Regions from separate parts of the Rattus norvegicus genome. Here regions 1 and 2 are each linked to region 3. A link is a contact called in public Hi-C data. All regions are on one chromosome and are shown on one strand. The core of a region is the stretch at or near the end of the contact, and the rest is flanking DNA. Distances in the headings are between cores, read along the strand shown.

Region 1 (4,292 bases), core at 1,675-4,174, 73 kb after region 3:
CAGCTGCACAGGCCAGGAGTTATAGATCATAGATGACTGCTTTGATTAGCCTTCAAGCTCCACCCTGACCTTCAGATCCAATGGACTATGGCAACAGAAACTCATTAGAAGATTAGCTATGCATAGAAGATTAGCTTTCTCATTAGATTACAAAATATATAAGCCTTAGGTTTAAAGGACCTCAAAAGTTCATTCTGCTTCTGGGAACCTGGCTCTCTGATTGTGAGGCCCAGGCCAGTCAGAGGGAGCCACTCAATAATTGGCAATGCATTGATGAGATTGAAGGGGCCCTTTCTCAGGTCCCTCTTCTGCTAGAGTTTGGGACCCTAAGAAACACAACTGTTATTCAAGAGAAAACAGTCACAAGAGTTGAATCTTCCTGCTCAGATCTCACCAGGCTGTGCCTATGCTGAACAAGGGTGTTTGATAATGTAAAGACTCAGAGGAACAGACTCATCTGGGGCCAGCCATTTAGGACCACAACAGAGGCCATCTTCCTTTCAACTCACCAACTGCCATGGGAAACCTTTTGAAAACTCACTAAGGCAAGAAGAAAACTAAAAAGAAGATGTTAGTAGTTTCATTGCATTGGCTTTCGGGCTTCTCTTCCATGCAAATGTGTGCATGCATACATACCTTCGAGATGTAAACACACTGAGATCCCAGGGCACTGGACCCCATTTCTCTTGCTTTTCCTCCCTGGCTTTTTCCACTGCACAGAGTATGTTGGGCACTCCCCGATATGCATATCTTTCTTAAGTAGGCTGGAATAACCTCCAAACGGTTCCAAGATGCCCTTATCTGACTCCCATGTTTCTAAATGCATGCCAGCCGCCTGAGAGCAGCGTTCTGTTGGCCACCGTTCCAGGGAACATCTGCCGGTTGCTTCTTTCTCCTCCTTTGGCAGCAGCCGAGTGATCCATTGACCCGAGGAAAACTACTGAGCCAAGGTCATGGACAAACCCCAGGGATGGGAGGATGAGGAAGTGCTTCTCACTGGTAGACAACACTCACAGCAATACTGCTTGTTTAGCTGTTCAAAGAGCATCTGGTCTCACCAGCTACTCCTTGCTTTGAAGTGCTCTGTGGCTGCCCACTGATTTTAGAACAAAGACCCAAGTCTTTTTCTATGGCTATCGTGGGTGGTTTGCTCCCCAAGAACATCCCTGGTGACCCCTGCCCTTCCTGGATGACTTTTTAAGCCACCCTACAGCTTTATAATTCTTTAGGGATCGATGTCCTCTGATTGTCTATATGGACGAGCCTGTGTTTATCCCTGCTGCTGTGCTTCATACTGAAAACTCAATGCAATTACAAAGCCTAAGTGGTTGTTCACTTAGGTCTTATCTTTGCCACTAGACGGAAGGCTTGCATTGCAGAAATAGGGACAGGTCTGGGCTATCCATTGGGTGAGTACTGTGTTGGCTAATAAATGACAGAGGGACTGTTGCCATTATTGTCACTTGGGAGAGGAAAGAAGTATACAGAGAAGAGTCAGCTCCATGATGTCTCTTCTCATCTTTTTGTCTGCTATGAGTGCTCAGAATGTCTCCAGTCCCCACTGACATCCCTGTTAAGCGAAATCTCTGAAAAGGTCTCCCACACTTCTTTGTCTTGCTTCTACTTCTCTGCCAGAGTCAGAAGGTGGCGAGAAAGAGGAGTCAGGGTCACAGCTTTCTAAAAGCTACAGCTGTGAATCCCTGGGGCAGATGCCTAGAGAAGGCAATGTCTCCTGGTGTCTGAGCAGGCTTCATGCCCCCAAGGTGATGAACCCGGGCCTTGCGGGCAGAGTAAACATGGTTTGGCTTCTCCCCTCTTGACTGGTAAGGCTCAGCCTGAGCAATAGACCAAGAAGAAACTGCAGGAGTCAAGTGTGCTCGCCTGCTTTTTGCTTGGGGAGCTCTGCTTTCTGTTTTCCAGCCCTTCCTCTCGGATGCTTTCACTGTGATGCTCACAGCTCTGCGCGGCGCCCGCCTCAGAGGATTTCCCACCCAGGAGTTCCACGGATGGTGTAACACAGCTGCCTGCTCTGTGTGTTTTTGTCCCTCGCTGCTGAATAGCAGCTTGAGTGCTTTTCTGAAGCATCCCCACCTAGTTACTGGGAACGATGGCCTCTCCCATAGCTACTAAACCTCTCTCTTGGCTTTATACAGCCAGTCTTAGGCTCAGAAACCACAGATGACTCTTCTGTTGGAGAGGAAAAGCCAGGTTCTTTGCCAAACATTCAGGGCCCTTCTGGCCGGAGCTTCCTCTCCCATGTCCCCTTTCAGCAGGTTACTGTGTAGAAAATCTCAGTTTTGACATATGTCGTTCCCTGACCCCCGAGACATTGTTTAATTTTAGTTTTTGGATAGTGCTGATCCCCTGTTTCCAGCTGCCTGTCCCCTCCTCTCCGTGTTGGAGTAGCCCCCTCCACCCATTCCTCTGGGAACAGCCTAAGTCCCTTCTCTCTAAAGCTTCCCAGTTATCTTGTAGGAGAGCCAAGAGCCTCCCCTCTTTGGCTGCTGCTGGTGTGTCCTCTTGGCGGTCAGTTCGGCCCCTTTACCTCCTCTCTGCTCTGGTCTCTTCTTCCTCAACCTGCTCTTTCCCACATTCTTGTTAGGGCATCCTTTCCACACGAAACGTTAGCTTTTCTGCAAAGATGCCCCAGGCACTCTCTCCTCATTTCTAGCCCATTTTCAAGTGACTCACACGTTTGTATCACCATCTTAGCTCTTTCCTCTAAAGGCTTCTGTCCCATTCTATGATCCTTTGTCTCATCCCCTGGATCTTTCGGTCATTGCCATCCACTGAGGCATAAAAGCCAGAGCTCAGAGCACTATCCTGGGCCTCTCTGTTACAGATTCTGGCTCCTACACATATGTGTCACACTGTCTTAGATCTCTGTGTGCACAAGGCTCCTCTTTCTAATAATAATCACTTGGTCCTGGCAAGTCGAGACCTTCACACAGCGTGCTAAGGCTCTAGCTTTAGCACAGTGTCACAGTGTCACAGTGTTTACCCCCCTGGGATGTACCTATCAGGCAGATACTCAGAGAGCAAAAGACGGCTGTCTGTGACTCATACTGCCTAACATCAACATTCTGATGTAGATGAGTGGGGAGGACCTGAAGGTCTCTTTCTGCTTTCAATGGCCTGACTCTTACCATTGGAGAACCATCAGGCTTCCAAATCAGATGTACAGTGGTAAGAGTGTCTTCAGAGCAGTACTTTTGTTCTGTACAGAGGAATTGGGACAGGAAACAAAGATTTCTTCATTTTCACCCCTGAGCGTTATGGTGCAACCTATTCAGTCATCAGCCGGAGCCCATTCTGTCACTGTGTGAAGGGTTATGTAAGGTAAATGCTATGAAGGAAATGAGAGGCTAACTGCAGGCATGGGAAAGAGGACTTAGGCATGACATTTGATGAACAAGTATAGATATATTTAATGTAAAAAGCATCGGATGCAGAGATGGGAAGTTCTCACAAATATTTTCACACATATCTTACACATAATTATGAGGGATTTTTAGAAAGTGTATGTAGAAAGACACCTTTCATTTTTAATATTTGAGAAGCGGGGGGGGGGTGGTGGTGGGAGAGGTTGAAACTAGGGCAATTATTGACGTAATTCTGTACAACAGGCTGCCAGGTGTCAATATGGCTATATTTTTTGATCACTTGGGGATCAGCATCCACCTTTCTGTCTTAGAACATGTCTCCTATTGAGGAAGCCTTTGTAATGTTAGAGCATGGGTTCCTCATGTGTGCTAGCTGCTTATATTCACTCTCCCTCTTGTTGTTCTTGAATATAGACAGTCTCAGCTATAGGACTTTCCCACAGAGGCGGTCTGAGACAACTCTTGGTCTCTCAGAATTGTGCTTGCAGTTTATTTGTTCACCAAATCTCCTTAGGTGCTAACATTATTAAAATTTATCATTAGAAATTATTAACTTAAGTGGTGGAAAAACTAAAGACTTATATAATGACATCACTGGAGCCCTTGCCTTATATGGCCACTGCTTCTACAATGTCTGGCGAATATAAGGACGTCAATGGATGCTAATTTAATGAATGAAAGATGAGTATTAATTTAATGAATGAGCAGACTATCATTCTTCATTAGCAATGCTTAATCTGTTTGGGGGGAAATGTATTACACAGATAGATATGAATGATGAGAAAAAGCAATAAATACACCAGAAATAGCAGAAAATATCAACAGGGAATTAATAGGAAAAAAAAAACAGCTAAAATCATCTGACAGTGTTCCATCAGTCTCACAAGTCATTAAGGGCACACAAATTAA
Region 2 (4,134 bases), core at 972-3,471, 93 kb before region 3:
TCCAGTAGGAAACGCTATGGTAAGCAGGGTCTTTGGTCAAGGCGAGAACTCATGCTGATTTGGGCAGATGTTTTTAGTTCTTTTGGATATCTACCTAAGAACAGAGTAGGAGATCAGATGGCAGATCTCCTCAACCGTGTGAAATTGAATAGAATCATTTAAGATATCGTGATTATACAGATAAATAACTTTGTCTTTCCTTTGTGATTTAGATGTTTCCTCTTTCTTATCTTACTAAAGAGTCTGAAGCCCTCCTATGACATTTGAATGGAAGTAGTAAAAGTAGATGTGTGTATTTGTTACTGACCTTAAGAGAAAGCGTTTCTTTTTCCATGGAGCATGACGCTGACACACTTTTTGGTCGATGCCTGTCAGAAGGCTGAGGGCTTTATATTCACTGAACGCCTTTGACAAAGTCAGGAGATCTGGCATTTCATGACGTGTTTGATATCTGTTTCACCACATTGTTTTTTCTTTTAGTTTTATACCACCGTGGATTACTTTCTTCCACATTTATTTTCTTTGTGTATGTGTGTATGTGCATGACGTTGTGAGCATGTGTGGAGCTCAGAGGAGAGCTTGCTGGAATTGATTCACTCAGGTGGTCAAGGTTAGTGCCAAGCACCATTATCTCCTGAGCCATCTTGCCAGTCCTGACGGCTTTCAATGTTGATATAACACGACATTTGTGGGTTAGCCTACTGGTGATGGTATCCTCCTCCTTTAAAGTTAGGTTGTACTGCCAAGCTTTGTTTAGACCCTTTGCCGTCTGTGCTCATAGGGATCTTAGCCCAGTTTTCTGTAGTTTCTGATCAAGTACAGTTTTGGATTATATTGAATTCACCAAGCTATGCTGTCATCACCATAATACGTTTTAGAACACTCCGCCACCTCTAAAAGCTTCACCAACTCACATACGTTGGGTCCTGATGCTATGCCTAACCATAGGCAACCATTGCTGAGCTGTCTGGTGGTACAGATTTGCCTTTTCTGGGCACCTAAGAAAAACTACGTTATGTGTCTACATTATTTTAGCATGCTCTTGAGCTCCTGTGTATTTATGGACTGCATCTGTATTTTACTTTTAATAGCCATATATATAATTCTATTATATGTTTTTCTGTTCATCAACCGAAAGGCATTCACTTTGGCTGTTTTGCTACTATGCACATTCACATGTAGGTCATTGAATGGTCAAGTGTTCTTATTGGAATAGACAAACAGACATGGACATGGGGAGTCATTTGGCCTTCATATTGAATTCCTTGAGGGCAGGACTGTATTCATGGATTTTTTTAGTGATGCTTTGTTGGTCTTTGAGTTGGACCAGCTACGTGCTTGCCAACCTGACAGGTCACTAAATTGATCAGAAGCTATTTGTGGCATGTTCTCATGTGAACCTCTGATTTTTATGAACACTGTCCTCCCCGTTCAAATGAAGTTTTTCGTTAATCCTTGCAATCTTATCAACCTTGGGGTTTTCCATGTCCTACGTTTGTATTTCCATCAGAGCCTCGTGGGTATCATCAGTGAGTACTAAATAATCAAAGCCTTGTTTACCTCGGCTGTCGTTAGCAGTGCTGCTGTCGTTAGCAGTGCTGCTGTCCTTGCAGTGCTGCTGTCGTTAGCAGTGCTGCTGTCCTTGCAGTGCTGCTGTGGACATGTGTGTGCACGTGCGCTGTCTGAGTGCCGAGTTTAGTTCTTCTGTATTTACATCTAGGAGCAGGTGTCTGGGACGGATTGAGCAACAGAAACAAATTAAAAGCAAAAATCAGGACCAGTATGATGGCTCAACAAAGGCACTTGCTGCCAAACCTGACGACTGGAGTTTGATCCCTGGGACCTACATGGTGGCAGCAGAGAATCAGCTCCCACACACTGTCCTCCAGACTTCCATAAGTGCACAGCCGCCTCTCCCCCAAAATGATGTAATATAAAAATCATGTCTAGGGTGATAAGTGGCAGGCAGCAGGACATAGTGGTGGGCACTAGTGGCTGTGTGTGTTCATCTTTGTCACTGTTCCTGCTACTTGTGGCATGTGTATATTTGTTATGAACTCACAAAAAGCTGAGGAGGAATCTGAGAAAGAAAACCGTTTCCCAATAAAAGAAGGGAAGGAAACACAGTTAACTTAAAACTTGAACTTTTGATTCCCTTTGTAGTTGTGCAAGGTTCTGTTTCTGACACTGCCATTTAAAAGCTGCCGGGACAGTCCCATTGGCTGGAGCTTCCAACAGTTACTCTTCCCAGTGAGCACACATGGGATGAACAGAGTAAATCCCCCTTGCTCCAATGGGCCGGGTAGAATGGAGAACTTGTCTAGGCATCTGATAGGGTCTAGATGAACTCCTTCATTGAGTTCTAGAAACAGAGTTAAGTGTTTCCTTTACTCAAGTATATCTCATTTTAACTAAGAAACAGGAAGCTTGATACGTCCTATAGACAAGAGACTTTTAAAAAAATAATTAATTTACAAGTTTTAACAGAGAGATGGTATAAAAGCTGTTGGGGAAAAAAAAAAGCTGTTGGGAGCCCCTCAGAAGATGAGCAAAGTCTCTAGACCATTCAGCTGATGCAGAATGGCTCTGTATTTTCAGCCCCTCAGGTGGTTTTTACTTTGTTTTTTATATCCAAGGTTTGGCTACATTTTGTTGTGCTGTTGTTACAGTAGGATCAGATTTGACTTGCATCAGAGTTTTCATTTGGTAACATCTTTTCTCCTCAGCCTCACTTTTACCTTCTTTTGCCTGGAGGTTAGTTGGTTTGCTGTGAGCGCTGCTAAGTGACACAGATTCCTTGTATCTGAAAAACCGAAGAGTTCTATACTCTCTGGAGTTAGTTTTTCACCCTCAGTCTCCCCAGGCGTCCCAACATGGTTAGCCCTGAAAACATCCACACGTCATTTGTCTAAACTGAGTGGGTGGTGCTTACTTGGTTAAGGAAGATAGGCCCCGCCCTGACACACACACAAACGAACAATGTGAATGAGAAAAAGAGGCGTGAGTTTGAAGAGGACCAAGGAAGGTTTGAGGGAGGAAGGGAAGGGAAGGGAAGGGGGAAAGGCTACCACTATAATCCCCAAATGAATAATTTAAAAAACTGCTGTCGTAGCAAATGGGATGAAGCGAGGTCGTGTCAGAGGACAAGGACTCACAAGGCTCAGCTGGCTGCACTCAGAAGTTCCCCACTCCTCTTTCCCTGGAAGTGGAGAATGCGAACCCCTGAGCTAGATGCCCAGTGTCACGTCCACTCAGCCAGTTCCAAGCTTTGTAAGCCTCGGAAGACAACTCAGGTTTTCAAGCCCCACACACCGTCCTCACATATGTGAGGATAAGAATACTACTTTGAGGGCTCTAAAGATTAAATGAGATAATATATTAAAAACCATGGTATCTGGCACCTAGTAAGTGCTCGGTGAAGTAGTAGACAGCAGAAAAATCAGTTGTCTAAGAGGCTGCCAGAGACTTGCTATCCGATACCTGGTAACTGAATGGCTTCAGCTCTCAGGTTTCCAGTGTAATTTTAGTAATTGAGTTACTAGCATCCGTGTCTTCATTTTATTTATTCATTGAGTGAAGATTAACTAGGCACTTTACATAAACAGGTTTATACTTGAGGGTACATGGTACACAGCGAGAATAGGTATGGATGAACCGTATGGCTCAGTGAGAACTCTTGCTCCTCAAGCTTGGATATCTGAATTTGAATACCCAGAATCCACTTAATCATACTGGACATGGCCACACCTGCCTGTGAGCCCAGCCCTGTGGAGCAGACAGGCACATCCTGGAGCTCACTAGCTAGTTGGTCTAACTGAACTAGCGAGTTCGATTCGGTGACAGACCTTGTCTCGAGAGTAAGGCAGAGAGCACTAGAGCACTGGTGTTCTCTTCTGGGCTCTGCAAACCACATACAAACTGTAGCGCACTGGACCCCAGCTGGCGCATCTGTTGTAATTAAGACACTGGGGAGGGTGGATCCGACATCCCAATCTCATAGTCTTAGGTACCTAAGTATTGCCACTTCCTTACACTTATACAACAGGCATGCAGCCGTAGTTGGAGTACATGAGGTGAGGCAAATTCACTTTTTAAGTTAGAATGGCTTTTTTCATGGTGGTAGCAGCACTATGC
Region 3 (4,392 bases), core at 287-2,786:
GACTATGACAAATATATTTGGGATCCCCAATACAATGGTAAACTTTTCCTGTACCAAGACATTAAGTATGACCACCTTCTCTGAAAGGGAAATTCAGGGAAGGTGGAGAGGGGTGGAACCTACCCTAGGATTCTTCCCTGTAAAGGGCTTCTCTCTCAGAACCCCGGTCGGTCCTATGCCTTTGATAAGGATCTCTAAATGTAAGATATCTAATAGACCTTAAAGAATTTTCAGACCTGCTTTTTTGACAACTGCCCCTTCCAGCCCGAAACCGTAACACTTCATAAAACAAGATGCTCCCTTAAGCGACATTTATCCCCCAGTTAAAACTGTAAATAACCCTGTGACATTAGTCACACGAACCTTGCCCAGGGTCTTAAGTGGTAAGGCTGCAATTACCGAGGCTGCAACCTCAAATGTCAAAGTAGCACTTGTCAAAAAAAAAAAAAAAAAATCGCTGCATCAAAAACTGCGGCTAGGGAGGGTCTCTTTCTAAAAGGGGACCACTCAGAAAAGTCAGGCGCGAAATCATGCCCCAAAGCTAGCGCCCAAGTTGTCGGGGGTGGGGTTGGGGGAGAAGGAGGGAGAAAGGTGGGAGGTGAAGGGAGAAATGTGTCCAGACCTGTTGAGTTCTCTGCGGCACGCCCACTTCTAGCAGATAAGGCCGGGCGGGCGAAGTCTGGGCTGCAGGCTGTGAGCCCCAATCCACCCTACAAGCCCGCAGCCCGGAGCCGCGCGCCCTGAGCCCGCCGGTCCCAGACGGCGCTCTACCTTGCCCCCCGGGAAAAGCGGGTGTCTCGGCGGCTCCGAGGACAGCGAAGACCCGAGGGCTTGCGGCAAAAGCAAAACCAAAAAGGACGCCAGACTCCCGCCCGGGCGCCCGAGGCTCCACGGCGGGGCAGCGCGCTGGGCCAGGGATGGCGGTGCGGGGAGAGGAAGCGCCAGCGCTGTCACCGCCAAGGCCCTTTCGTCACCGTCACCCTGCCCTCGCCAGCCTCCACCCCCAACCCCGGGCTGGCAAAAGTTTGCCAAGTCCGGCCGCCCCGGCTGCCGAGCCCCTAGGGGAGCGCGCCCAGTCCGGCTCACCTCAGCGCGGGCGCCCGCTCGCCCGCTCGCCCAGCCCCCGCTCACCTCAGCACCCGCGCGCTCGCCCGCTCGCGGCTCCCACCGCAGCCAGATAAACAAGTCGGCGTGCGGACGCGGGAGGCGCGCGTGTCACGGAGAAGGAAGTCAACAGTCGCCCCCTCTTCTCCATGGGGGAGGGGAGAGCCCCTAGCGCTGAAAGTCACCCGTTCCCGGCTGACAAGCCGGGCCCCCGCGCCGCTCCCGTCTCCCGCGCGCGTCCCCCGTCCCGGCGCCGCGCCGCCCGGCTGCGGCGTCTTGTTCCACCCACTTAGAATCCGTCCCCGACGGGCGGGCGGCGACTCGGGCTCCAGGCACTGACTCGAGCTCGCAAAATGGAGGAGGCGGAGGGGAGGGGGGGGAGCGCGGACACGCGAAAGGGCCGCCCGGCCGCGGCAGGCGAGCGGGACCGAGCGAGGGGCGGGCGGAGGCGGCGCCACGGCGCGCACACACTCGCACACACGCGCTCCCACTCCACCCCCGGCCGCTCCCCGCCCGAGGGGCCGCGCGGCGGCCGCGGGGAACGGTGCAACCTGTTGGCGACTGTCGGCAACTGCAAGGGCGCCCGTGGCCCTCGCCCTCTTTTCTCCCAGCGCGCGGTACCCGCCAGCCCGGCCCCGACGGCGCCTGCAAGCCCGCGGCTCAGGGCATCGCCTCGCTGGGGCGCGCGCGGCTTCGCCTTTCCCCACCCAAGGAACGAGAAAAAGTGCGGCAGCGGGTGCCGACCTGGCCTGGGAGGGAAACCGAGTTTCTTTAGTTTCTCTTCTCCCAGGCTCCCTCCCGCCCCCGCCCAGCTCCGAGGCTTGGAACCGCTCGGGAGCCCGCCCCGTGGGTCGGCAGCCAGAGCCCCCGAGGGTGACAGCCAGCCGGCAGAGCCGCAGGGGTGGTCCGCGCCCGCCAACTGCGGAGTTGCGCGAAGTGTGTCACACTAGCAGAGGGGCTACAGGATGGCACGGAAACGGTGCCGCAGAGCCCTGGCCGCTTGCTCTCGGGGCAGGACTGCAGACACGCCCTCTGGGGAGGCCTGGGGAGGGGAGCGCAGAGGAGAGGGTCAGCGCATACATACTGTGAGCCCGGGGGGGGACTCGCGTGCCGCCAGGTCCCCCACCCCCGCAGCGTCTGGGCGGCCCCGTCTGCAGCCGCCGCCGCCGCCGCCGCGCGCGCGCTCGCTCGCAACCGGGAGAAGTTGCAAAGCAGAACCCACCCTCCCCCGCGCCCCGATCGTCCCCCACCCTCTTCCCCGAGTCTGAGAGGCGGCGGCGGCGGCGGCAGCAGGAGGCGCCGCCTGCCAAGTTCAACCCCCACCGCTCCCTCCCCGCCTGCCAGCGCGCTCACACTCGGAGGAAGTTGCATGCCGAATGCAAAACCCTCTCAGAGAGCTGGGTTTCTTTGCACTTAAAAAAAAAATTGTGATTAAGGAAGCCTTGCGGGGCGGGAGGGGGTGTGTGCAGGCCTAGAAGCAAGTTGCAGACCGAATAGTAAGTTGCTGCTGAAGTCCGCCCTCCTCTTACCCAAACTCCTGACCTCTCCTTCCACCCCCTTCGGGGCCAGCATCCAAGCTCCCCGCGGAGGCCCCTCCCCCGAATCTTGACATTTGCTGCTCCAGGCTCGGTGCCTTGCTCAGCTTTCTGGGTTCCAGGGACCCCTCTGTCCCTCCAAATAAAACAAAAACATGCATCTTTAAAACGTCAGCTTTTAGCTCCGTCCAGCTGTGCCCAATACGAGTCCCCGGGTCTCCAAGAGAAACACATGGCCGGTCCCCCTAGGACAGGAAAGGGGCGTAGGGTGACTGTGCGGCCGCGCAGTACCTGCCCCTCGGGTGTCCTCTGTGTTAGGCAGGCTGGGGCGACGCCGGGACCGTGCCCCTCTACCTCATGCCATAGGCTAGGATTTGGGGGACTCCGGGAAAGGTGTTACGGTGTTGCTTTGGGGTGCAAGGAAGTAACTTTTGCTCCCCCACAGGTGCCAGCGCTTGGCACTTCTGATTAGAGCGGAGGTGGCCATGACTCCACCTCATGCCCTCCCGCGGCGGGCGGCAGAAGCGGCTCGCGCCGCACTTCGACTCCAAGGGCGGTCTCCTCTGCCTGACCTCTTGGAGATCCCTGATTGGGGAAGCGCGTGCCGGAAGTCCCTCGCCGCCATCTTGGTAAAGAGCAGTGACGCCGCACGGTCACCATCTTGGCAAAGGTGCTCTTTGGCGTCAAACCCGAGTCGTTCTTTCTTGGATGAAAAGCTTAAAGGCTGCCCAATGTATCGTCCGCTTTGCACGGGGAGAACGTGACTGTAAGCGGGCTCCTTGGGCAGAGATGCCGCACGGTCGCTACCTCCATGGGATCCAGGGCAGCCATCTTGGCAAAGGAATAGAAGCTTGATACCTCAAGAAGGAAAACCTATACTAGTGTAGACCTCCTCCTCAAGAGAGGGATCATGAAGAGCCCTTGAGCCACTTGGTGTTGAAAAAAAGAAAAGAAAACAAACAAACAAAAAATAAACCTTTTTAGTGGAGAAGAGAGTCAACCGGACTCATAGTGGACACTGCGAACTTAGACCTATGACTCTGCTTTCCTTGTTGACTAATTTTCCCACCTTCTGTGGCTCAAGAACTGGGATGAAAGAAAGATCTTGTGAAGTTGATCCCCCGACATCTAACAGATTCTTCTGTTTGTGTGTGGGGTACTCAATCCTACAATAAAACTCATACTTATCCTTGATGATCACTTCTTAAAAAGAACTAAGAATTGTGCATATATATCATTCTTTTGTATACTTTCATACCATAGACATAAATAGCTGAGTTACTCATGGAAAGAATCTATTTCATTTTTTCTTGCTTGTTTGAATTGTAAATAGTAGGTGTTCTTTTATTTTTTAATAAAAATAAAATAATAATTTTATTATTATTATAATATATAATTCTATACAAGAATTCCCACTTAATGTTTTTCCTTTCCCTTTTTTTGCATGCCCAATAATTCTTAATGTAGAAGAATACTTCATTTTAAGTTTTAAATTTCCATTCCAAATATTTTAAACAAAAAATTTTTTTCCTGTTGTTTCTCTTTAGTGACCTAACTATGCCTTAGTCCTTTAGTTCAATAGAAAAACATCTAATGCTTTAATTCATCATATTTATTAAAAAAATACACTTAAACTTTCAATAATCATATCTACACAGCAAGAAAATTCATTACGAAAATAATTTGCTTAACATCCATTGAATCTTCTTCCCAGTTTGCTGGAAATGTTGAAAAAAAAGATATTTTATTATAC

What was found. A called contact is a pair of places that touch in the nucleus more often than the background predicts.
Region 1: a contact with region 3 is called in a Hi-C map of psoas muscle, with 4 times the contacts expected there. The contact joins the enhancer-like site here to the promoter of Nr3c1 in region 3. A contact is called at or near these places in 3 of 12 Hi-C or Micro-C datasets (Schwann cells, mammary epithelial cells and psoas muscle).
Region 2: a Hi-C map of liver shows a contact between it and region 3, with 2.2 times the contacts expected there. The contact joins the enhancer-like site here to the promoter of Nr3c1 in region 3. A contact is called at or near these places in 3 of 12 Hi-C or Micro-C datasets (hepatocytes, liver and prefrontal cortex).

The regions. Positions count from the first base shown.
Region 1 is chr18:31,683,032-31,687,323 of GRCr8, forward strand. No RefSeq gene overlaps it. Among named protein-coding and RNA genes, the nearest start is that of Nr3c1, 72 kb to the left of the region's middle. Within about 2 kb of position 2,925, at least 11 of the 93 cell types and tissues checked have an H3K27ac peak or open chromatin away from gene starts, as enhancers often do.
Region 2 is chr18:31,518,165-31,522,298 of GRCr8, forward strand. No RefSeq gene overlaps it. Among named protein-coding and RNA genes, the nearest start is that of Nr3c1, 93 kb to the right of the region's middle. Within about 2 kb of position 2,222, at least 2 of the 93 cell types and tissues checked have an H3K27ac peak or open chromatin away from gene starts, as enhancers often do. A contact at or near this core is called in hepatocytes and liver, where this site is marked.
Region 3 is chr18:31,611,903-31,616,294 of GRCr8, forward strand. It overlaps Nr3c1 (nuclear receptor subfamily 3, group C, member 1), which reads right to left and starts at 1,537. Exons shown (of 9, transcript NM_012576.3): 1 at 1,132-1,537.